Regions from separate parts of the Sus scrofa genome. Here regions 1, 2, 4 and 5 are each linked to region 3. A link is a contact called in public Hi-C data. All regions are on one chromosome and are shown on one strand. The core of a region is the stretch at or near the end of the contact, and the rest is flanking DNA. Distances in the headings are between cores, read along the strand shown.

Evidence for each region. A called contact is a pair of places that touch in the nucleus more often than the background predicts.
Region 1: a Hi-C map of omental adipose tissue shows a contact between it and region 3, with 1.9 times the contacts expected there. The contact joins the promoter of ZNF22 here to the enhancer-like site in region 3. A contact is called at or near these places in 22 of 47 Hi-C or Micro-C datasets (adipocytes, alveolar macrophages, blood and 13 more) and 2 of 2 datasets of contacts at active chromatin or transcription factors (alveolar macrophages and skeletal muscle).
Region 2: a contact with region 3 is called in a Hi-C map of fetal liver, with 1.8 times the contacts expected there. The contact joins two enhancer-like sites. A contact is called at or near these places in 11 of 47 Hi-C or Micro-C datasets (adipocytes, brain, embryonic fibroblasts and 8 more) and 2 of 2 datasets of contacts at active chromatin or transcription factors (alveolar macrophages and skeletal muscle).
Region 4: a contact with region 3 is called in a Hi-C map of liver, with 4 times the contacts expected there. The contact joins the promoter of MARCH8 here to the enhancer-like site in region 3. A contact is called at or near these places in 1 of 5 promoter capture datasets (liver), 10 of 47 Hi-C or Micro-C datasets (alveolar macrophages, embryonic fibroblasts, fetal heart ventricle and 4 more) and 2 of 2 datasets of contacts at active chromatin or transcription factors (alveolar macrophages and skeletal muscle).
Region 5: a Hi-C map of liver shows a contact between it and region 3, with 4 times the contacts expected there. The contact joins the promoter of ZFAND4 here to the enhancer-like site in region 3. A contact is called at or near these places in 1 of 5 promoter capture datasets (liver), 13 of 47 Hi-C or Micro-C datasets (embryonic fibroblasts, epiblast stem cells, fetal heart ventricle and 6 more) and 1 of 2 datasets of contacts at active chromatin or transcription factors (skeletal muscle).

What each region holds. Positions count from the first base shown.
Region 1 is chr14:91,093,945-91,098,330 of Sscrofa11.1, reverse strand. It overlaps ZNF22 (zinc finger protein 22), which reads left to right and starts at 1,443. Exons shown (of 2, transcript XM_003483520.4): 1 at 1,443-1,531; 2 at 3,925-4,386. The coding sequence starts at 4,014.
Region 2 is chr14:91,069,627-91,074,250 of Sscrofa11.1, reverse strand. No RefSeq gene overlaps it. Among named protein-coding and RNA genes, the nearest start is that of ZNF22, 25 kb to the left of the region's middle. Within about 2 kb of position 1,815, at least 1 of the 83 cell types and tissues checked has an H3K27ac peak or open chromatin away from gene starts, as enhancers often do. A contact at or near this core is called in fetal liver, where this site is marked.
Region 3 is chr14:90,865,629-90,869,902 of Sscrofa11.1, reverse strand. It overlaps ALOX5 (arachidonate 5-lipoxygenase), which reads left to right. Exons shown (of 15, transcript XM_021072736.1): 6 at 1-144; 7 at 1,963-2,109. Among named protein-coding and RNA genes, the nearest start is that of ALOX5, 39 kb to the left of the region's middle. Within about 2 kb of position 2,717, at least 62 of the 83 cell types and tissues checked have an H3K27ac peak or open chromatin away from gene starts, as enhancers often do. A contact at or near this core is called in alveolar macrophages, epiblast stem cells, fetal liver and 6 more, where this site is marked.
Region 4 is chr14:90,723,868-90,728,487 of Sscrofa11.1, reverse strand. It overlaps MARCH8 (E3 ubiquitin-protein ligase MARCH8), which reads right to left and starts at 2,938. Exons shown (of 7, transcript XM_005671227.3): 1 at 2,289-2,938.
Region 5 is chr14:90,641,262-90,645,555 of Sscrofa11.1, reverse strand. ZFAND4 (zinc finger AN1-type containing 4) reads right to left here and starts at 2,020. Exons shown (of 10, transcript NM_001302672.1): 1 at 1,889-2,020.

The DNA of each region.
Region 1 (4,386 bases), core at 194-2,693, 230 kb before region 3:
AATCTAGTCCGACCTCTGCCATCAACTCTCTGTGTTACTTCAGGCAAGTTTCCCTCAGCCTCATTTTACTGTAAGGCAGATATGAAGGTCCTCCGTGCTTCATGAAACTCTAGTAAAGATGAATGACCAGAAAATAGATGTAAAAGCACTTCCTAAATAATGAGCATCTTACAAATTCATTCATTCAACAGATACTTGTGAGTGCCTGCTACCTTCTGAGCACTGATACAACAAGGAACAAGAGATGGCTTTGTGTACCCCTGTGAGGGCATGGGCTTTGCTCTAATAACATGGGAAGCCTTTGGAAGATTTTGAACAAAATGAATGACAAGATTTGACTTGAGTTTTAGGAGGATCACTCTGGGGCTGTGAGTAGACATAGAGAGACCAGTGAGAAAGCCAATGCAACAATCCAGACAGGTCATAACAGGAGCTTGGTGGAGGTTATAGCAGTGGAGATGCTGAAAGTGGCTCTATTCTGGATATATTTGGAAGACAGTACCAACAGAATTACAGATGGCTTGGATTTGGATTTGGGGTGAAAAGAGAAACAATGACATCAATATTTTTGACTTGAGTAACTGAAAAGATGGAGTCACCATCAACTGCTGGGTTGAAGACTGTTGAATGAACAGGTTAGGTGAATATCAGAAGTTCATCTGGGGCTTTGTTAGGTTTGGATGTTCATCACACATGCAAAAGACACCGAGTAATCAACTCGATATATAAGTCTAGAGTTCAACAGTATTTGCATCCCAAGGTTTGACTGGAGTTACCAGTTTGGGAGTCTTCAGCATATACAGATGGTATCTGAAGCCATTAGATTTGGAGTTCTGCAGGTGGAAGGAGGACACAGATCAGGTGAACTTGCACAGGTTGGTAGAGGTGGTTGGCTGTAACAGAACAGAATCAGGAGACATCATTACTAAAGAGAAACAAGGCAGTGTGTTGAAAATCATGAGACTCTGGAGCCAAAAAGACGGGTACAGATCTTTGGCCATCAACTTACATAGTGTGAACGTGAGGCGATTTCTACTCTAAGCCTTGGCCTCCCTAACTGTAAAATGAGTACTCTCGTTCCTATCTTGTAGGGGTTTTTTTGGTAAGAATTAAATAATTGGCTCATGAAAAATATCAGAAATAGTTTAGGCTCTCCAGAAGTACCTCTATGTAATTAATAAGTGCTCCACATTTGTCGAAAGAATGGAGCCTCGGGGTCAGACCGGCTGGTGTTGCCTTTCAAAACCTTGACCACACGGGCTGCCACTCCCCCACCCTGTGGGTCGCTCCTCCATCACAAAGGGAGAAGACCACAAGTCTTGCGGTCCTGAGGGCCACAGGACGCCTTCCGAGGGGAAAACAAAATGGCAAAAAGAAAAGGGTTTCTTTTTTCCGGTGGGCCAGGCACCATAGAGGGTCGATCCGCCAAGTTCCTAGAGCGACCGCGAGGCACAGACAAACGGCGCGCTCGCACTTCCGGTGGCGCGAGGGACGCCGGGCGGGCGAGCGAGGGCCGCGGACGGCAGGCGCGGTGAGTGGCCCTGGGGTGCGCGGGCAGGTGCTCCGAGGCACCAGAGGCGCAAGCTGGGCGCGGCAGGGCGGCGCTCACCCGCCAACGGTGTGGCGAGCGCGGCTTTGGCCTCCGCTCCCGGGATGCCGCAAGGGCTCCGCGCGGCCCGCGGGGCGGAGGGAGTGGGGCGGGCCCGGCCTTGGAGAGGCGGTAGTTGGAGGCCTTAACTGTAGCCCCGGCGATTGGCGGGAGGAGGACAGGCCCGGGCTCCTGGCCGTAGTCCTTACGCCATCCATCAGGCGCCTGTCAGGATTAAACTTTGAACAAACGCTTGGGTAGCACAAGGCTTTTGTGAGAGCCTTGCAGATATTGACTCACTTAAACTTACAACGCCCTGATAATGTAGGGGTTTTATGGTCATCCCCATTTTATGTACTAGAAAGCAAGCACATTGCAGTTAGGCGTGTTCGCTTGGCTAACAGCCCGTGTACTGATATTCACCGTAATACCCGCATCTACTATGGAATTACACTGAAGACCGGTCAGAGGGCTGGACTTCACGTTGGGAATTAAGACTGCAGGTCATTCTGCTGCTAAAAGTACAAGCTCTGGGCTCAAGCTGCTAGGGTGTGGGAACCTGGCCAGAGTATGCCTGCCTTTCCTTAGCAGTACAACGAAGATAATACCATAAACCTACTCCGTGAATTAAGTAAGATGGCATAGGGAATTCCCTGGTGGCTTAGCGATTACGGTTTCGGCTTTGTCACCGCTGTGGCTAGGTTTGATTCCTGGCCCAGGAACTTCCGCATGGCCGGGGCCAGGCCAGAAAAAAAAGATAATAGTGACTGGCACACAGCTATCTGTTAGTGTGATTTCCTCATCTGCAGTGTTCCAGATGTGTTAGTCTCTGAGTTTCCGACCGGAACTGATTTATATAGTATTTAAAAATCAATGTGTTTTTTTCAGTATGTACTTATCATTATAGCTGTTTTCGAATACCAATATCATGTACCTAACAGATATCTCTTTGTCATAGATGTCCTATAAATATTTACTAAAGTTAAGAAATGAGTACTGTTCTCTCTGTATTTTTGTGTAGTAGGCAGTTTGTTCTAATACCTGCCTTAATTACTGCAGATATAATTGTTAAATATCCAGTTAAAGTCTTAGCGCTGTCAGGCCTGGAGTCTCAATTTTACAGTAAGGTGAAGGAAAGGCAATAACAGTGATGTAATTTTTGTTTTCAATTATTTGCTTTATAAGCTTGTATGCAGAGACCCTGGGTAATTATTCCCATTTTACAGTCTACTTTCTGGCACAAAATGTGGAAAGTAATTCCAATAATTGTATTACCTTTGCAGTCCTAGGTTCTCCTACATTGTCACCTGTTTGGAGTTTGTGTTTGTTTTGTTTATGGCCATTATTTTAAATAACCTTATGTTAGTAAATGAAATTAATTATTTGAAATTTTAAATTTTTTGCAGCATTTGGGAATTTTTTAAATCCCATCCTAGTTTTACATATAAACTTATTTCTTCTCCTTTTCTTGTGTTCTGCATATCACCTTTTATTCTGTCCTCATAATACTATCAAGGTAAAAGTTTTTTTGAAATTTTTCTTTCTCCAGGAAAAAAAAATTCTTTGGTTCACATTTTCAAAGAACTGTCCTCTTTCTTGGATCATTGTAATCTAGAAGAAATAATAATGAAACATCTCTTCACTAATGTTTTCCTCATCCAGTATATATTAAATATATATATGTTTTCTCATCCATTCTTTATAGAATAGTTCCTACATTCAGGACAGTTTATGCTGCAGAGTTAGGACTAAGTTGTTTCTCTATAGTGAAAGTAGAATGGCTAAACAAATAAGAATAAAGAGAAATATTTAACAAAGCATGATTTGTCATTTCTTTCTACTTTGGACACCTTAATTAGTCACTAGTAAGTGAGTATAAGTCTAACATGGGAATAAATATTAAAACATAATGATAATCTATTACCCAAATTTTGGTTGGCCTTCTTTTATTTATTTATTTGGCTTCATTAATTTTATTTCATTTGGTTGGCTCTATTTTATTTCATTAAGATACTGTCTCTACTTTTTAATGCTAGAGAATTATATACTCATTTTTTATTGCCCAATAAAAATTTTTATTTTGTAGTATCACTTTATTTTTATTCTGTCCCAACAGACAAAAACTCCAAAGGTAAATTTGGTGATATTTATTAAGTTTAAACTCTAAAATTATTAGAATTATTTTGTAAATATTTTTCCCCAGAATTGTCTTTGTTTTCATATGTATGAAATACATTTTAACTTAAAAATGGATGAAATTTTGATACGTTAGATGTATTAAAGTTGAATAATTAACAAATCATCTGCAATTTGTTTTTATTTTTTCTTTTACACAGACAGTTCTGAGCTGTGTAGCTCTAGGAAGTGAAACATTTGTTCAGAAGAAGAGAGTTGACTTTCCTAAGAATACATTTGGCTTTTCACCATGCGGTTTGGAAAACCTAAGGGAGGTATTTCTCGGAGCTCAAGCCAAGGAAAAGCCTATGAGAACCAGCACAAAACAGGCCGACAGCGACAGAAATGGGGAGTGACTGTTCGGTTTGACTCTGGCTTGAGTAGACTGAGAAGAAGCTTGGACGAGAAGCCTTATAAATGTACTGAATGTGAAAAGAGTTTCAGTCAGAGCTCAACTCTTTTTCAACACCAGAAGATCCATACTGGAAAGAAATCCCATAAATGTGCAGATTGTGGAAAAAGTTTCTTTCAGAGTTCAAATCTGATTCAGCATCGACGGATCCATACTGGGGAAAAGCCCTATAAATGTGATGAGTGTGGAGAAAGGTTTAAACAGAGCTCAA
Region 2 (4,624 bases), core at 566-3,065, 210 kb before region 3:
CCAGTTACACATACATGTATACATTCTTTTTTCTCATATTACGTGTTCTATCATAAGTGACTAGACATAGTTCCCAGTGCTACACAGCAGGATACCATTGCTGATCCATACCAAAGGCAACATTCTGCATCTATTTACCCAAGCTCCCAGTCCCTCCTACTCCCTCCCCTTCCTCCTTGGCAACCACAAGTCTGTTCTCCAAGTCCATGATTTTCTTTTCTGAGGAAAGCTTCCTTTGTGCCATATATTAGATTCTAGACATAAGTAATATCATATGGTATTTGTCTTTCTTTTTCGGACTTACTTCACTCAGGATGAGAGTCTCTAGTTCCATCCATGTGGCTGCAAATGGCATTATTTTGTTCTTTTTTTATGGCCGAGTAGTATTCCATTGTGTATATATACCACATCTTCCTAATCCATTCATCTGTTGATGTACATTTAGGTTTTCTCCATGTCTTGGCTATTGTGAACAGTGCTGCAATGCTCTTTTAAATGATTTAGAATGAGTTGGATTTTTCACATGTATATTATCACTTGAAATTCTTCCTTTGTTATCTTTGACCATATTTTTTTTTTTACTACTTATATTTTACTTATGGACTTGGATGATCTTTTTATATGTTAATAATATTAATTCTTTCATATTAGTCTTTATATAGTCTCACATAGTTTTCATATACAGAGGTTAAAATTTTTGTATAGTTAAACCTATTATCTCACTATTTACTTCTCCTTCTTCACTTTGTGCTTAAGTTATTTGCCATGAAGAGATAAGTTACTGTGTAATAACCTATATGGAAAAATAATCTGAAAAGGAATGGATGTATGTATAGGTACAACTGGTTTGCTTTATTGTACACCTGAAACTGACACAACTTTGTAAGTCAACTACACTCTAATAAAATTTATTTTTTTTAAGAAGAGATAAGTTAAATAGTCACATTTTTCTGTGGTTTCATTGTTCATATTTATCTCTTTAATTCAACTAGAATTTATTTTGTGCTGTGTTGTGAACTGAGTAACCATCTTTGTAAATACATCAAACACTAACACTTTTTGTCAAGCTATATTTACTATAAATTCACTAAATATCTAGAGTTTGTTTGGAGTCTACTTTTCTGTTCTATTAAACTATAAAAATTTTATTTGGAAACCTTAGCCAGATGATAAAGCCCATACCAGCTTTCAAAAGCACAGCCTTTATTTCAAAGATAAAGGGAATAAATATATGTTGGGCTTCTCTGTGGTTTCAAGCCACTTCACACGAGAGAGTTTTAGAAGCTAAGTCACTTGTGATACACACATGACAAGTGGTAGAGAGGTGTCCTTGTTGTCCTAATCCACGTTCACTGCATCTTTCTCTATACAGACATAGGATCTCATAAAATTAACTTCAGTTGAGTTCTATTTACCTCACCTCATCACACTAACGTCAGGACATTTTCTCTATCTTTTATTCTTTTTAAAGGGTCATGACTTCTTAGTAGCCAGAGAGGTGGTGGAGAGAGATGGGAAGTGGGCTAAGAGAAATAAATGTTAGGTGAGGGTTGAAGAGGAAATCCCTTTAAGCACCACTCATCTCCAGTTAATCAACAATGAGAATTCTAATCCTGTGGACCAGGCTTTTGCATCATTAGTACAAAGGCATATGAGTCCCCAAGCAAGCAGTCTCCTGGGGCCTCCAATTCTCCTTGCATGCACTCACTCCAGCCTGTAGACTTTTCTCTTAGTTATAATAATTCCCTTGGAACTCATCTGTCTCTGATCTACTAGGGAACGTTTAACAAAGTCTCCTAGAGTTATCTATGGCCAGAAGTGGCCCCTGAAAACTTGCCCAGAGCCTCAAAGCTCCCTGGAAGCACTCACTCGGAGACCTGCTTCTGTGAGATAACAAAGTCCGCAGAGACAGGCAAATAATGACCAGACCCCAGGATCCCTGAAGACATGGCCAGGGTTCAGTCTCTGCCTCCAACATCCAGAGCTTCTTTTTGCCCTTACCCACACTTTCTAAAAGTAATTAATACTCAAGAGAAACGTCAACAGACTACTGAGCCAGAGTTCCAGGAGGTAGTCCTCAGGGTGTCTCTATTCTGGTCTGAGGAAGCACAGGCTTCTCTCCTAGACTATCGTATTTGTCTCTGCCATTTCCCTTGCTGCTTCTGCTGAGTGCTGTGCTGTGAGAAACAGCAAGTGCAAAGGATGATGTGTGAGGAATTGGAGTAGGAAAGCTGAGGTCCTGTTTTGGAAATCTCACAGTGTTTCTGCATTGCTATGTGTTTTAATATTCATAACTAATTTAAAAAATACATTTCCTATTTCTATAAGCTTTCATCCCTACAATGGCCGCAAGAAGTACACATCATGATCAACAACTTACTAGTGTGGAGTCTGTCCAGGATACAAATCTTTGCACGTAGGTTCTCATGCACTGGGCTTTAAGTTCTGTACAATGATATCCTAGGTGTGATTGTTGCATCATGTTCTAAATGTCACTGGGTACTGTCAGGTTCCATTCCATGAAATCCGTTAAGGTTGTAGCAATTCACACACCCACAGCTGAGGAGTGGGGCCTTTTCCTAATATCCTTTGCTTGAGCTTACTGTTTAATTCTCTTAAGTGTTCACCAATATGATAAAATATTATTTCACTATTATTTATTATTTTACTTTACATTTTTTTTGATCACCAGTGTACTTCACATGCACATTCCCTCTTCTGAGAACTACCCCTTTATATTTTTTGTTGATTTTTCTGTTGGATTGTCTTTCTCTTAGGAGTGATCTGCATACTAAGGATACTAACCTTTATCTCTTAAGTATGATATAAATATTTTCTTCCAGTCTCCCAATCTATCATTGTATATATGTAATACTTTCAAAATTGTTAACCCTTCCTCTGTGGGAAATAACTTTATCAACTAGAGTATACCACTGTGTAGTTTCTTTAGCTTTTAGTATCACATATTTCATTCATATCAAAATTTCTTAGGTCAGCAACTTTTTCCCTTCAGTGAAGTTTCTACATACATTGTATATAGTTAGTTCTTTAGTCGTATTCTCCATCCTATTCTGGGATACCCTGACCTCCTAGTGATTTTTAACTTGCCTATATCAACATTTATTCTTTATGCTCTAAAGTTCTATTGGATTGACATATGCATGTCATGTACCTGCCCTTACCATATCATACAAAATGGTTTTTCCATGCTAAGAAATCCTCTGAGCTTTACTTAGTAAACTAATTCCTCCCATTTGTCCCCTGAACTCCTTGCAATCACTGATCTATTTATAATATTTATAGCTTTGTCTTATTTAGAATGGCATAAATTAGGAATCATACAATATGTAGCCTTTTCAGATGAGTTTCTTTAACTAAGTAATATGCACTTAAGATTTATCCATGTATTTTCATGGCTTGATAGCTCACTTTTTATTCTTGAGTAGTGCACTGAATGGCTGTACCACAGTTTGTTTATACATTCGTGTATGTGAGGACATCTTGGTTGCTTTTATTTTGGCAATATTGAATAAAGCTGCTATAAACAGCTTTATGTGCTGGCTTGTGTGTGGTTATAGATTTCAAATCATTAAACACTCAGGAATGCATGGAGTTCCCGTTGTGGCGCAGCAGAAACGAATCTGACTAGGAACCATGAGGTTGCGGGTTCAATCCCTGGCCCCGCTTAGTGGGTTAAGGATCTGGCGTTCGGTGAACTGTGGTGTAGATCACAGAAACGGCTCAGATCTGGCATGGCTGTGGCTGTGGCATAGGTCGGCAGCTGTAGCTCTGATTCGACCCCTAGCCTGGGAAGCTCCACATGCCCCAGGTGAGGCCCTGAAAAGCAAAAAAATAAATAAATCATTAAACACCCAGGAGTGCAATTGTTGAATTTTATGGTAATACTGTGAACTTTATAAAACACTGCCAAATTGTCTTCCAAAGGGCTCTATCCTTTTCCGTTCCCTGCATGATAGTTCCTGTTATTCTGCATCCTCACCAGTGATTAGTACTGTCAATTTATGGTTTAGTCCTTTTAAAAGATATATTGAGATAACTCATTGTTTTGTTAATTTTCATTCAGTAATAGCAAATAGTGTTGAACATCTTTTCACATTCCTATTTGCTGTCTGAAGATCTTCAGTGTGGTATTTTCAGATCTCTTGTCCATTTTTAATCAGGTTGTTTTCTTATTGTTGAGTTTTAAGAGTTCTTTGTATATTTTGGAAACTATATATAATGTATATTCTGCTGGTGTTCAGTAAAGCATTCTGTAATTGTCAATTTATCTATTTTGTTAATAGTGATATTCACTTCTTCCACATACTTGCTGACTTTCTCCTGGCGAAATCCATTACTGATAGAAGAGTGTTGAAATCAATTATACTTGTGGATTTGTTTATTTCTCCTTAATGCCATCCTTTTTATTCTATGCATTTTGAAACCTTCGTTAGGTATGCATACATACCTAAGAAATTTTGCATCTTCTTGGTGAACTAATAAGTTTATCATTATGTAATATTCCTCTTTATTCTTGGTAATTTTCTTTGCTTTGAGGTATAGTTCTTCTGATGTTAGTATATCTATTCCAGTATTATTTTGACTAGTGTTTTCATGCTATATA
Region 3 (4,274 bases), core at 1,468-3,967:
TTCATGTTTGGCTACCAGTTCCTGAACGGCTGCAACCCCGTGTTGATCCAGCGCTGCACGAAGCTGCCCAAGAAGCTCCCGGTGACCACAGCCATGGTGGAGTGCAGCCTGGAGCGGCAGCTCACCCTGGAGCAGGAGGTTGAGGTAGGACCCACTTGGCTGAAGATGGTGGCCCAGGCCAGAGTCAGCTGAGATATCCAGGTCGCAGTCTATCAGGCAGAAACCACTTCCGACCAGCCAATGCTCGCTGGTCCCTAGGCTGCTATCTCCAGGCTCATCTGCTCATCTGCCTAGCTGACAGCGAGATTTGGCTGCCCTCAGTGGTCTCTTCCTTTTCCTGAGCATTTAGGAAAACTGTCTCGTCCAACGCAGGTAGAGGAATTGAGAGTAATATTTTTCCATGATGCTCAGTTCAGAGAGCATAATATCCATATTTTCAATATCGATATCATAATTAAAAGAGCTCTCTCGAATGAGGGGCCTGCTGTGAGCCAGGCATCGTGAGAGATGTTTTACACCCTCCCTCTGCCCTGGCTGGCCAAGGGCACCATCCTCTCCTTCCCCAGACCTTGTCCCATATGCCTCGGACAGACTGCTGAGACACCTGCTCAGGCTGGTGTCAGACAACTGCCAGGGTCCTCCAGTCTGAAAAAGAGGAAGATGGTGGCCAGGCTTTAGGCCTCTCTGGTGTTTGGTCCCCCTCAGCCAAGGTTCCTGAAGCCCGGTGACAATGGCCACAGCGCGCCCTCTGTAGGTGGAATCGTGAACACCCAACTCACTTGAGGACCTGCTGACATGCCTCTACCACATTGTAGCCCAGGATCTGCTTCCCCAGCCTGACTGAAACCCCTGCCTCCATTACTTGCTTAAAACACAAAAGGGGAGTTCCCGTCGTGGCGCAGTGGTTAACGAATCCGACTAGGAACCATGAGGTTGTGGGTTCGGTCCCTGCCCTTGCTCAGTGGGTTAACGATCCGGCGTTGCCGTGAACTGTGGTGTAGGTTGCAGATGCCGCTCGGATCCCGCGTTGCTGTGCCTCTGGCGTAGGCCGGTGGCTACAGCTCCGATTCGACCCCTAGCCTGGGAACCTCTATATGCCGCAGGAGCGGCCCAAGAAATAGCAACAACAACAACAACAAAAAAAACAAAAAAAACACAAAAGGCTTTAGAAGAAGCACCTCTTGTCCCCTCCATGAACTCTTTCAGCTGTGGCCTGAGCAGACCCAGCCCTGTGAAAGGAGCCCTCATGACGCTCAGGTTAGGCTCCATCAAGGGACTCAAGTGTAGACTGGGAAAGGCTGCTTTCTACCTCCCCCAAATCCCAGGCACGTTTCTAGTTTATGTTGAAGTATATTTATAGAAAAGGGCACAAATCAGGATCAGGAGTGGCAGTAAATTCAGTGAATTTATACCAAGTGACTTTGTCATGCCACCAGCCTCAGACCAAGACACAGAACACACCACTCTGACAGTAGCCCCCCAACCCCTGCAGGTTCCCTCTTGCCCTTGTAAACATCCCTCACCCCTGAAGATCCACCTCTAAAGACCTCCCTTGGCCCTGAAGACCCCCTCCTGACCCTGTGGACACCTGCCCCTGTAGGCCCCACCCCTGCAGAACTTCCTACCTTCAAACCTGCTTATCTATTTCATCTAAACTCTGTGTTCTTTCTTCTTACACTATCATTCTGGGTAGTCTTTCAACATCTTTCATGAGGGTCAGGCAGACAGCAGGTTCAGCACTTGCGAAAGTGGCCACTTCCGTTCGTTCACCTTACTGAACCCCACCACCACCACCAACTTTGGAAACTGATATCCATCAGCTGTTGAGTCAGAGGATAGAGAACGCTAAGTTCTGAACTCCAGGGCCTGCAGAGCGGTCCGTCCCTCCCTCTGGGCCTGAATCTTGGGTCGTCCATCTCTGGCTGAAACCGATTTGGACCTATTTCTTCCTGCCTCCTGCAGCAAGGGAACATTTTCATCGTGGACTTTGAGCTGCTGGATGGCATTGATGCCAATAAAACAGACCCCTGCACTCTGCAGTTCCTGGCCGCGCCGGTCTGCTTGCTGTACAAGAATCTGGCCAATAAGATTGTTCCCATCGCCATCCAGGTAGGCTGCCCAACCCTGTTCTCTTGCAGGGCGGCTCCACCCTCCGCAGCCAGGGGTAGGGGGGATTTCCTGGGTGGAGAGAATCTAGGGCTTTCTGGTGTTCCGACTGTGGCGCAATGGCGTCTGAGGAGCTCTGGAGCTCTGGAACGCAGGTTGGATCCCCGGCATGGCACAGTGGGTTCAAGATGCGGTGTTGCCGCAACTGCCATGTAGACCGAAACCGTGGCTTGGATCTGATCCCTGTCCCAGTAACTCCATATGCCCCGGGGCAGCCAAAAAAGAGGAAAAAAAAAAAAAATTGACCACAAATAGGGTTTATTTCTGGCCTCTCAATACTGTTCTGTTGGTCTAAACCACTCTGAGCCTCAATTTCTCCCCAATGTGAAAAGGGAATGGCAAGGAATACCTGCTTTGCCGGGCCATAGTTAGGACTGAGATAGCACAAGTACAGCCCCTAGCAGGCAGCAGCAGGTCTCCTCCTCCGTGAAGCACGCACCAGAGCATAGTAGGCGTCCCACCTGCTGCGCAAGCAGTGTGGGTGGGGCCAGGCTGTCGGAGCAAAACAGCAAAGAGCAAACACTGGGAGGGGCGGAGCTGTGCATGGTGGAAACAGAAAGAGGAAGGGCGGGACAATAAGAGGGGAATGACACGGGCGGGGCGGGACAGTAGGAGGGGCAGCAATGGGGGAAGGGCTTGGGGGATGGGCACTAGGGGAGGGCCGTTGGGAGGGGCGGGGACAGTGAGACTTTAAAACGGGCTGGAGTGGTTTCAGTGCTCACAGAACTTTATAATTTTACGAGAAAACCTGTTAATCCAAATTTTTATGAGAAATGATTGATATTTAAAGATTGACAGCCAATTGCATTCGTAAACAAACAAGAATATTGCGTAGGTCAGACTTCGCTCTTCTCCATGCGCTGCTCTGTCCTGGGTAAGCTCGAGCAGGCAGGAGCGGTCTGACCAGAGCCACTCTGTCCAGTGTGGGAGCTGGGGCCACCCATGGCTCTGGAGACCTTGAAATGTGGTTAGTCCCAACCAAGGTCTCTGTGAGTGCAAAGTACACGTCCGAATTTTGAAGACAGAATGAGAAAAAAAGAATGTCAAATATCCCATTAATAATTTTTTTATTTCCATGTTGAAATGAGATATTGGGTAGATTACAACTACGTTATTAACATAAAGTTCACCTGTATCTTTTTACTTCTATTACGGTGGCTGTAACTGAGCAGGACCCTATGGGACCTTCCTGAGACAGATTCCCCGCCCCCCCCCCCCGCCCCGTCCTCCGCCTCGTAAAACTGTGCTTGAGTTTACTAGCATATTAACATGTAAATAATGAGAAGCGTCCAGGTAAGAGCCTCCCGGGTCTCTCTGCTCCAGGTGAACACTGGGGGGCGCGCTGCTCAGCAGCGCGCACAGCGAGGGCCCCTGGCGACCGCATTTGGCAGCTCCGGGTCCGGCCACCAGCCGGCGTCCGCCGCGCCCCGGTGAGATCCGAAGCCGAGAGCGCGAGGGCTGCGCTGCTGCTCTGCGGCCCCCCTCGAGCCCGTGCTGGCTGGGGCGCTTTTTACCCCCACGGTGCTTCTTGCGAGTGGGCCAGCCCTTCCTGGCACTGGCGGCCCCAGAAGCGAGCCGCCTGGCAGCACCCACAAGTGCTGAACTCCCAGAGCTTCTTCTCAGTCATCGCATCTTTCAGAGAAGGACACGATGCTGTGAGGTTGCGAGGCTGTGTGGGGCGCTGGGGGAGAGCCCCAGGAATGCAAGAGGCTGTTGTCATGGGCAAAGCTAGGGACCAGGGACTGGTGGCCAGGGAGGGTCAAACATGAGGTACATCAGAGGACAGATTACGGAGTTTGGGCACCTATTTTCTGGCATTAAGAGGTGACTGGTTTTTAAAGAAGGGATTGACCTGACATGATTTGCATTTTAGAAAGAAAAATCACCTTGGCCTCAGTGTAGAGTTGAACTGGGAAAGGGGAGGACAAGCCAGCCTCTACTATGGAGGCACCTGGCTGCAGGTCTGGGCTGGAGGACAGTGACCTGGGACACTGCGTCATGCCAACCCCAGAGTCCTAGGAACAGGAGGAGCTAACCAAGGGCAAGAAGGGAATTCGGGAGCACCAAGACAGAGCCTGGGGAACAGCAGCATTTTGGGGGAGAGCAGA
Region 4 (4,620 bases), core at 1,689-4,188, 140 kb after region 3:
CCTCCTTCAAGGAGTTCTGCCATACAATCTATCAACATGATGGGCACTGATCCTCCTCTCAATTTCCATAGCATTTGTATCACTTAAAGGCCCTCATCACATTATCCCTGGATTGCATGTGATCTAACTCCTCTATCAGAATAAGCACCCGAAGAACTAAAATAACACATCAACCTCATCAACCTGGCTCTTGGAAGGCACTCATTTTTTTGTTGTTGTAGACTGTTAAATGAATAAATTAATTAGAAAAGTCAGGAATTTCAGAGTGAGTTAAGCAATGAAACCAGATCAGGCCTAGTTTAAAAAAAAAAAAATTCCAAAAATGAGGAATTAAAAATTACACTCCCTGAAAAAGAATCTCAACATTGAAAATCTTCAAATTATAGCAAATATAAAACTGACAAATAGTTAAAATTAAAGGTTTATAGCATATATACCAGTCATTTCCATATTTTCATGCAGCCAAAGGCCTAAGAACATCCTAAAGGATTATTTACCACCAGAACAGTCCACCACTTTAGAAAATGCCTTGAGGTCAACCACAACTGAAGAATAAATAGGATTATAAAGTATCTTTTATAGAAAAAAATGGCATATGTCATTTGATGACCCAAATTTGTCACTTTTAATATTTTGGCAACTTTCTTTCCTTTCAGTTATTTAAATTGTTTACTACCAAAAGTATAAACCTAAACACTATGTGATTACAGCAGAAAAGGAACTGCCACATGGAAGGGAAAAAAAGAGACACAGTGAAACAGATCTATTCTTCAACAGCTAGATAATGCTACTGATAACAACCAAGGGGCCTTGACTGGCTGAATCAATTCACTCTTGTCTATGCATCTACAATATCTTCTTGAAGCTAATTTAAAGAAGACAAAACTTTTTGTTGGAGCTGGGGTTGCCAGATTTAGCAAACAGAAATACAGTAAGGCCAGTTAAACTTAAATTTCACATTAAGCAATGAATTTTTTAGTAAAGCGTGCCCTATGCAATACTTATACTAAAAAAAATGCATTCACTGTTTACTAAAATTCAGATTTAACTGAATGTTCTGTATTTTATCTGGCAACCCTACGGGAAGCCAAAATCAATCCAATTTCCTCACTTTGTAGCAGAAACTGAGACCCAAAGAAGGGAAGTGACTTGTCTAAACCTAAACCAAAGATCAAGGAAGTGGGTTGCTTTGAAAAGAGAAAACATATTCCACTAGGTTCACCTTGGGTTCCACTCCTGGTCCCTCCACCTCTGATTTTCACACCCCTCACAGAAGCACCAAGCAGACAAGCTGTCAGAGTACAGTTCCCCTCTTTTAATATCAAACTGTGAGTTTTCAGTAAACGTATCTACTCTAGTTTTTAAAAACAACAAATTAGGAAATTATGTATTTCTCTTAAAAAAAAAAAATTCTCCTGATAATCTTTTCGCCTACTCACCACCACCTCAGCTTCTGCTTATGTTCACTCACTACATGAAACTCTTTTTCTACCAAACCTAGATCTCTCACAATCCAAAAATACTCTTGCTCCAGGGTTTCAAAATCTGTAATATGTTCACATTAGTCCATGACTCTAACGATTTTAGTTCATATACTTTCCCATCTTTCCTAACTTTCAGAGGAAGCGCCCTAATGGATTCAGTTAGTCTCAAATAAAAGTCTTGCAAAAAGTCTTCCATTCCCATTCTGTGCCTGAGCCGCCAAACCAGCAGTCATGAGGTCTCACTTCGGCAAAATAAACTTACTTCCCTGGGACTAGGATGCAAGAAAAGAGGGAAAGAGTAAGGTCTCTCTAGGAAATTCTGGGGCCTTATTCCAGTATATATGCTTAATATACTACATGACATACAGTCAGACGGATAGAAAAATAATAACGGAAAAATTATAGAAAACTTCACATACACAAAGGATTCATCTCCCGGATCCCATCAAATTAACAAATACACAAAACATTCACTAGTTAACAGCACTTTCCAACCTGTGATCTCTGGGGTCCCTCAGGGGTAAGTACGAGCGGAGAAGGGGTGAGGAAGACAGGCAGATACAGGTTTTGGTTTTATCTTTTTGACAGATTTGGGCTTCTAATTAAGGTTTTGGCAAGAAGGTTCCGTTGTATTGTTTAAAGCCTTGGGGGCGGGTGGGGGGAGGGACAATAACATAAACCATTATGACTTTCTCTAAGTTTTCCATTAACAACTTCACCCCAATGAACAAGAATCCCAATCGTGTCAGCGGAAACACTGAAAGACAGACAGAAACTGAGCAATTAAAAAGTCAAAATATCTACCTATGCTTTCGCTCTGGCAGCTTCCCATGTATGCAAGTCTCTCTCAAGATCACACACGTCAGAAGGGGAAGGTCCTCACAAATCACCTAGTCCAGACTTTCATTTTTCAAATGTGGAAACTCAGGCCGAGGGGAGGGCTGACTAGCCCAAGATCTCACAGCCCCTCCGGTGCAGGACTTCAACTGGGATTCCACGCTGGCAGCTCCCGGCCCTCAGCGCCCGAGGGCTCCTGCGGCTCCGGCTCGGCCTGGCCCAAGGGCAACCTTAGAGAGCCGGGGCGGAAGAACCCACGGCCCGGGGTCGCTATCGCTTTTCTGCCGCGGAAGGCAGTGCGGAGCCCGGGTCTGGGCAGCTGCCCTGATGGGCCCACCTGTCGCAGAAGGCACAGCCGGCAGCCACACCCCCTGCCGTGGCCGGGGGCTCGGCCGGCCTCCTTAGCGGCGGGCAGCGATTGCAGCGCGCCGCACCGGGAAAGCAGAACTGGAGGCCGCAGGAGTTACCTCAGGTGGGCTTTGAGCTCGCTGCGGGGTCGCCCCCGCCCGCCTGAAGCATGCGGGAGATGCGGACGCAGCAAGGCTGCAGCTGGGCCACCGCGACGCCTGTTTACACCCCTCCGCGGGAGGACGCCGACTGGCCCGTCACGTGATGCATACGTCACGAGCTCGGCCCGGGGAGGGCGGAGGCGTTGCTCGGCGACGATGGCGCTCCAGGGGCGGCGCTGATAGCAGCGGCTGGCTCCCTCTGTGCTCCGGCTTCGCAGTCTACGGTGCGAAGGTGACAACCTTGTCGCCCTGACCAACCTGAAGGAGGAGGAACGACTCCCGCCACCCTGGCCTCGTCCTTTAGTGACCCCTGAGCCGGACTGCCTGTTATTATTCGTGTTTTGGAAGGGGGAGGGAATTCGGTCTGGCTTATCTTGTTGAACTTGGAGAAAAAAATGGAAAATACTTCCTTTTTCAAAGCTTGCAGAGGAAGGGAGAGCCTTAAGAACACATTTGTTTGCGTCTGCTAAGATAGAGTGAAGGTCCACAGCCTACCTCTCCCAGCCCCCATCAAAGAAAGCGTGTGAGGAAAGCTTATGAAACTTACAATTTTTACTTTAAACTATATTTTAATTTTCATGATTAGCCTTTGTATGTGTAAATACAAACATATCTAAATAAATATTTGATTTGGCATTCAGCTTTTGTCCACATCAAACATTCCTGATTATGGCTCTCACTTTGTTTGTAGCAACTATTTCTACCAAGTCCAGTTTTCCTAGATCGAACTTTACCGACAATTTCTCCCATAATATTCATCATGAACTGCGTAAAAGATGAGTAGTTTGTATTATTTTTTACTAAATTCGTGAATGAATTGTGAGCAAATACCTTCAAATATTCCAGAATTGTTCTGTTGTCCAGGTGTGATCTATTTCATAAGCATGTTCCTCCATACAATTGTGATCACTTTGCATACTTACCTATTTGTAAACAAATTGACAAGGTCAAAACAGTGGACTCAAAATATCCTCCAGGAGAGTTCCCTGGTGGTCTAGTGATTGGGATGTTGCACTTTTACCCTTGCAGCCAGAGATCCCACATCAAGCTGCTGCAGGTAACAGCCAAGAAAAAAAATCCTCAAGGTCAATAGGACAAGGTCAAACATCATTTTCATTTCTTGAACACACCTAGAATGCAGCCCTGCAAAGAGTACAAAATATAGTGCTGAATCTTGTGCATATTCATCTTTTCTATGGAAAATAGGTTATAAGGCCTGTTTGACCTTTTCTTACTGCCTCTGGGAACAGATAGTTCATGAAGGCAGGAACGGTATCTTCCATTGGTACACTTTTATGCCTAGGAAGCATGTCTGGGAAGCAAAATAGATGGTTGATCTATGGACGTGGAATACTGCCATTCTATAGGAAGTGGCCAAGAACCTTTTGTAAATCCAGAGGGATCATAAGTTAGGCTGTACTCAGAAGCAATGCTAGGATGAGCCCTGTCTCACTCATTATTGTATAGACAATTTACTTAACACTTCTGAGCCTCTTTCTCCACCATCTATAATATCTACTGAACAGTTTTGAAGAGGAAATGAAATAATGCTTGCATAACACTTTGAAGTGCCCAACACAGTACAATAAGCAACTGGATAGAATACACTGGAATTCCAAGGGAACATACAAAGATATAAATTGGTCAGTGGATTAAAGCCACAGGATTGAATGAGATCACACAGAATATAACTTTCATTCATACTTTCTGACATCAACCCAGGATACAAAATATGTTTTCCATACTGACCAAATAAGTATATGTATATAATTAAAAGTTTCAAGAAGCAA
Region 5 (4,294 bases), core at 771-3,270, 220 kb after region 3:
AATAAGTGCTGTATTGCTCAGGGTTTGTTTCTTAGATCTTTTTTTTTTGGCTGTGCCCACACATATGAAAGTCCCAGGCCAGGGATCAAACCCATGCCACAGCAGCAACCCAAGCCACTACAGTGACAGAGCCAGATCCTTAACCCTCTGCTCCACAAAGGAACTACCCTTATATCTTTAATACATTGAAATACCTGTAGGAATAATGACTGTATGAAGTTAACCCTTAACTCCTTTTTCAATCATACTGAAATGACTGATTTTATAATATGGTTTTGGATAACATGTGGATTTTTAAGAACATACTTATCATGCTATAGTAAATAAGAATGTATTACAGAATTATCAATGTCTGGAATCCCTTAAAGGCAGCAGCATTCCAATCCACACAGTAAAAGATCTATGTGGATTCCAATTCCCGTAGTAAGAGGTCTGGGGTCAGGAATGCTGAAGTGAACGTTACAGAAATAAAGGCCTGGGTGATCAGTTCTGCCCAAGGAATTTAGAGACAGAAGTTATAAGTAGCACTTCTTTTACCTCAGTACTTTTCCATAGCAATACCCTGAACATTATAAACAAGTAGTGGCAGAAGGTAACATAAAGACAGATTTGCAAGTCCTTCATCAGTAATGAGAATGGATAAAGTAATCATGGGCTAAAAGAAAAAATAGCACAGCACCAATTGCAATGTAACATTCACCATAAATTTGGGCCCTAATTAATTGAGTAATTTCCAATATCCAAAAAGAAGCAAAACTGAAATGAATGCCTCTAGGAAATAATTATACCTCTCAGCAGGAGAAATTACTGTAACAGAGGACAAAAATAAAGATTTGAATTTTGATTAACCCATACTAGAGGACTAGATGATGGCAGAGAAGCAAATGGAAGTTCCATCAGATCAAAGACCTAGCCAGTATTAAAAATGGGGTCCATGGACAACTTCTGAAAGCTGTGTGTGATCAGTCTTGACTGAGCACATTATGGAACTCTATGATGTTGAAAAACAAGGGGCAATGAAGACTCAAAAACAGGATGGGAAATGATAGAAGGACAGCGAAAAACTAGAAGAGGAAGAGAAAAGGGAGAAGGCAGAGAAAAAAGTGCCTGCAGAATTTTTACCAATAATTAAAAAAAAAAAAACACTAAAAGTAATGCCATCAAATACATTTCTAAATCAATTCCCCAAACATTTCTCTTATCTCTTCTGAAAAAGTTCTTAAAACACAACCACCAAAGATGAAAGGGAAGTTAAAGGCAGGTAACGCAATAATAGTGCTGAATCAGTAATTTCAATAACTTGGAATCAGCTTTATCCTCCATCCTAAAGAATATTAGCCATATACGAGGAGTTCTTATAAACTCTCCCCCCAACATAGAGTTATAGCATGTTATGCAGCCCTTAAAAACACTATCTTTTAATGAACTGTTTTTTATTAATGTCTGGAAATATCCCTAAGTTTTAAGTACAAGTTTCAGAACTATATCCACTACATCATGCATCTATACCCTAAACTGTGAAATCAATTTTCTACTGGGCCTGGGAAATCCTTCGGAGCCAACGCCTCCTCGAGCCTTCAATGTACAGACACTTGTAGAGGACGGAGTCACCTGCGCAGCCCGTGCTCCTCCAGGATAAACTCCAGCTACCCAGACGCAAGGGCCTGATCTGGAGGGCAGCGCTCAGGCTTCACGTCAGAAGCAGCGACTTGGAGAGCAGCACCTGCCGGGCGGGGCGGGGCACCCCGCGTCGCGCTCGTTGAGGGATCGAAAGTGGAGGCTGAAGGAGACCCGCCGCGCAGCTCTCGGGCAGCCGCGGCGGAGGGGGCACGGCCTGGAGGCTGGCGACGACAGCGCGGCCCTCCCCATCCCGCCCGCTTGCCCTCACCTGCTCTCGTCCACTCACTCGCCAGCCCGCAAGCCCATAGAGAGGTGCGGCCCCCGCGAGCTATGCCGCGGCGGGCACACACCAGCAACGCTTCGCAGCCGCGCCCCCGCCTCTTTGTGACACCACGTACCAATCGCTCGCTGGCGCTTACGTCACCCTCCAATCAGCAGGGGCGGGGGCGGGGCCCTGCTGCCCGACGCCGGCGGTTGCTCGGGAGCCGGGGCTCCCTCGGGGTTCGGTGGTGGTTGTCGGTTAGGAGAGGCCCGGATGTTAATCCTTTATTACCAGCAGTGGCCACCTAACTAGGGCCGGAGCGGGCGGGCTGGAGAACGGTAGCCCCGGCTTCTGGGAACGGTGGAGTTGGCCTCTGGCCGGAGGAGGTGTGGACAGTACTTTCTTCCCTGCGACCAACCTAAGGCGCTCGACTGGAGGTGCTTGACGTGCTGGGGGATAGTCCCAGTCGATGGTCTTTTCAGAGCCAGTGCACTTCTGGTGCAGTCCGGGCCGGCCAGCTTTAAACAGAGCACCCTTCCTGCGCTTCACTGTCCCCTAACGTTTGTGGCCTCGCCTACCTCATCTGAAATATGAGGCCGTTGCCATGCCTGGTTGAAAGAAGAGCGAGAGCAAACAAGCTCTAGGTCTTACTCATTTATTCCTCATCCATTTGAAATTGAGTGGGTACCTCAGGCTGTTAAATCCCAGCGTCAGGTATGCCCAGCCACCTGTTTGGGGTTTTTTTTTTGGGGGGGGGTTGTTTTTTGGGTTTGTTTGGTTTTTTTGGCTCCAGTTTCCAAGCTGTTCAACTTGGGTGTAACAAACACATAACACAAACCTTCCAGCCTGATAAGGAGCCTCGCTGCTTCTCTTTCTCTTCATTTCCCATGGGTATTCTAAATCCAAACCTTAAGGATTTTCCAACTCTGTTGTCCTACAATTTTACTAGGTGGATTACTCATCTGACCATGAACAGGAATCTCCCTGTCACTGCAGTTTTACTCATTTTTGTGACTTCAAGGAACCAATCTAGAATGAACCCCAGTACCTTATATCCATCGTTCTATCCTTTTCTGACTCTCCTCAGAGATTCCACCTACCAATTTTATCTCCACAATTCAACTAACTATTGAGCATAATCTGGGGCTTATGAGACCCTGGGTTTTCACTCAACTTCAGGCTCTCTCATCACTGGTTCCTTCTTAAACTGTAATACTGAATAGATGGAGTCCCCTGAGAACAGAGATATGACTATTATCATTGTATACTAAGCTCAAAAACAGTGCCTGTGATGAAGGAATCTTACTGAATTAAAGCCTTAATTTCTAAACCTGCCTCCCCTCTCAGGGAAAACTAAGAGGATGAGCTTTGGAGTCAAGGAGATGAGCTTAAAACCTTGGGTAGCTCTGTTACCTTGGTCCAAATCATTCATTCTCATCATCATCATGTGCCACTTTTCAAATGCCAGATAGTTAACAAGGATCTCTGCATATTCTCTTCATAATCCTGCAAGGGATTTTACTAAAACCCCTACTTGACAAAGGAGGAAATAAAAACTAAGAAAGGTAAAACAATTTGCCTACACTCTAAGTAGGAGAACCAGATTTAAATCTAGGTCTCATTACAAAAATCCAAACTTATTCCACTATTCCACTCTCCTTCCAGATTTTAGCGTTATCTGTGAAATTCCTATCTGCTAATAGAAACTGAATAACATAAAAAGTGAATGGTCGGAGTTCTTGTCACGGCACAGTGGAAACGAATTCAACTAGAACCATGAGGGTTCGGGTTTGATCCCTGGCTTCGCTCAGTGGGTTAAGAATCCGGCATTGCTGTGAGCTGTGGTGTAGGTCACAGATGTGTCTCGGATCTGGTGTTGCTGTGGCTCTGGCGTGGGCAGGGAGCAACAGCTCCAATTAGACCCCTAGCCTGGGAACCTCCATATGCTGCGGGTGCAGCCCTAAAAGTACAAAAGACAAAAAAAAAGTGAATGGTCTACCATCAGACCAGTGAGTGTTCAGTTCCTTCCCCCTTTCAAGCCCCTCAAAATAGCAATTTGCACATTTTCTAACACTATTGTCTCCTGAATTCCCTGGAATCAATCCTAACGATGGATCAGCAGATTTGCTCCATCCAAAAGAAAAACATGTTTAACAAATGCTGAGTCTCATCCCACACTGGGCTCAGACTCAGAGCAGGAAGCTATACACAAGTAACCAAGGAACAGAAGGAAGATGAATAAAAGAGACAAATGGAATAGGCAATTGGGTCATTCTCACAGCAGAGCAGGGCAAACAGCTGATCTGTGAGAGCTATTTAAAAATCTCTGAGTATGAGAAATTCCCAATTCAACCTTAAAAGTACTCAAGGAAGAAGTTAGTGTCTTCATAATGGGCAAAGCCACCTGGTTCA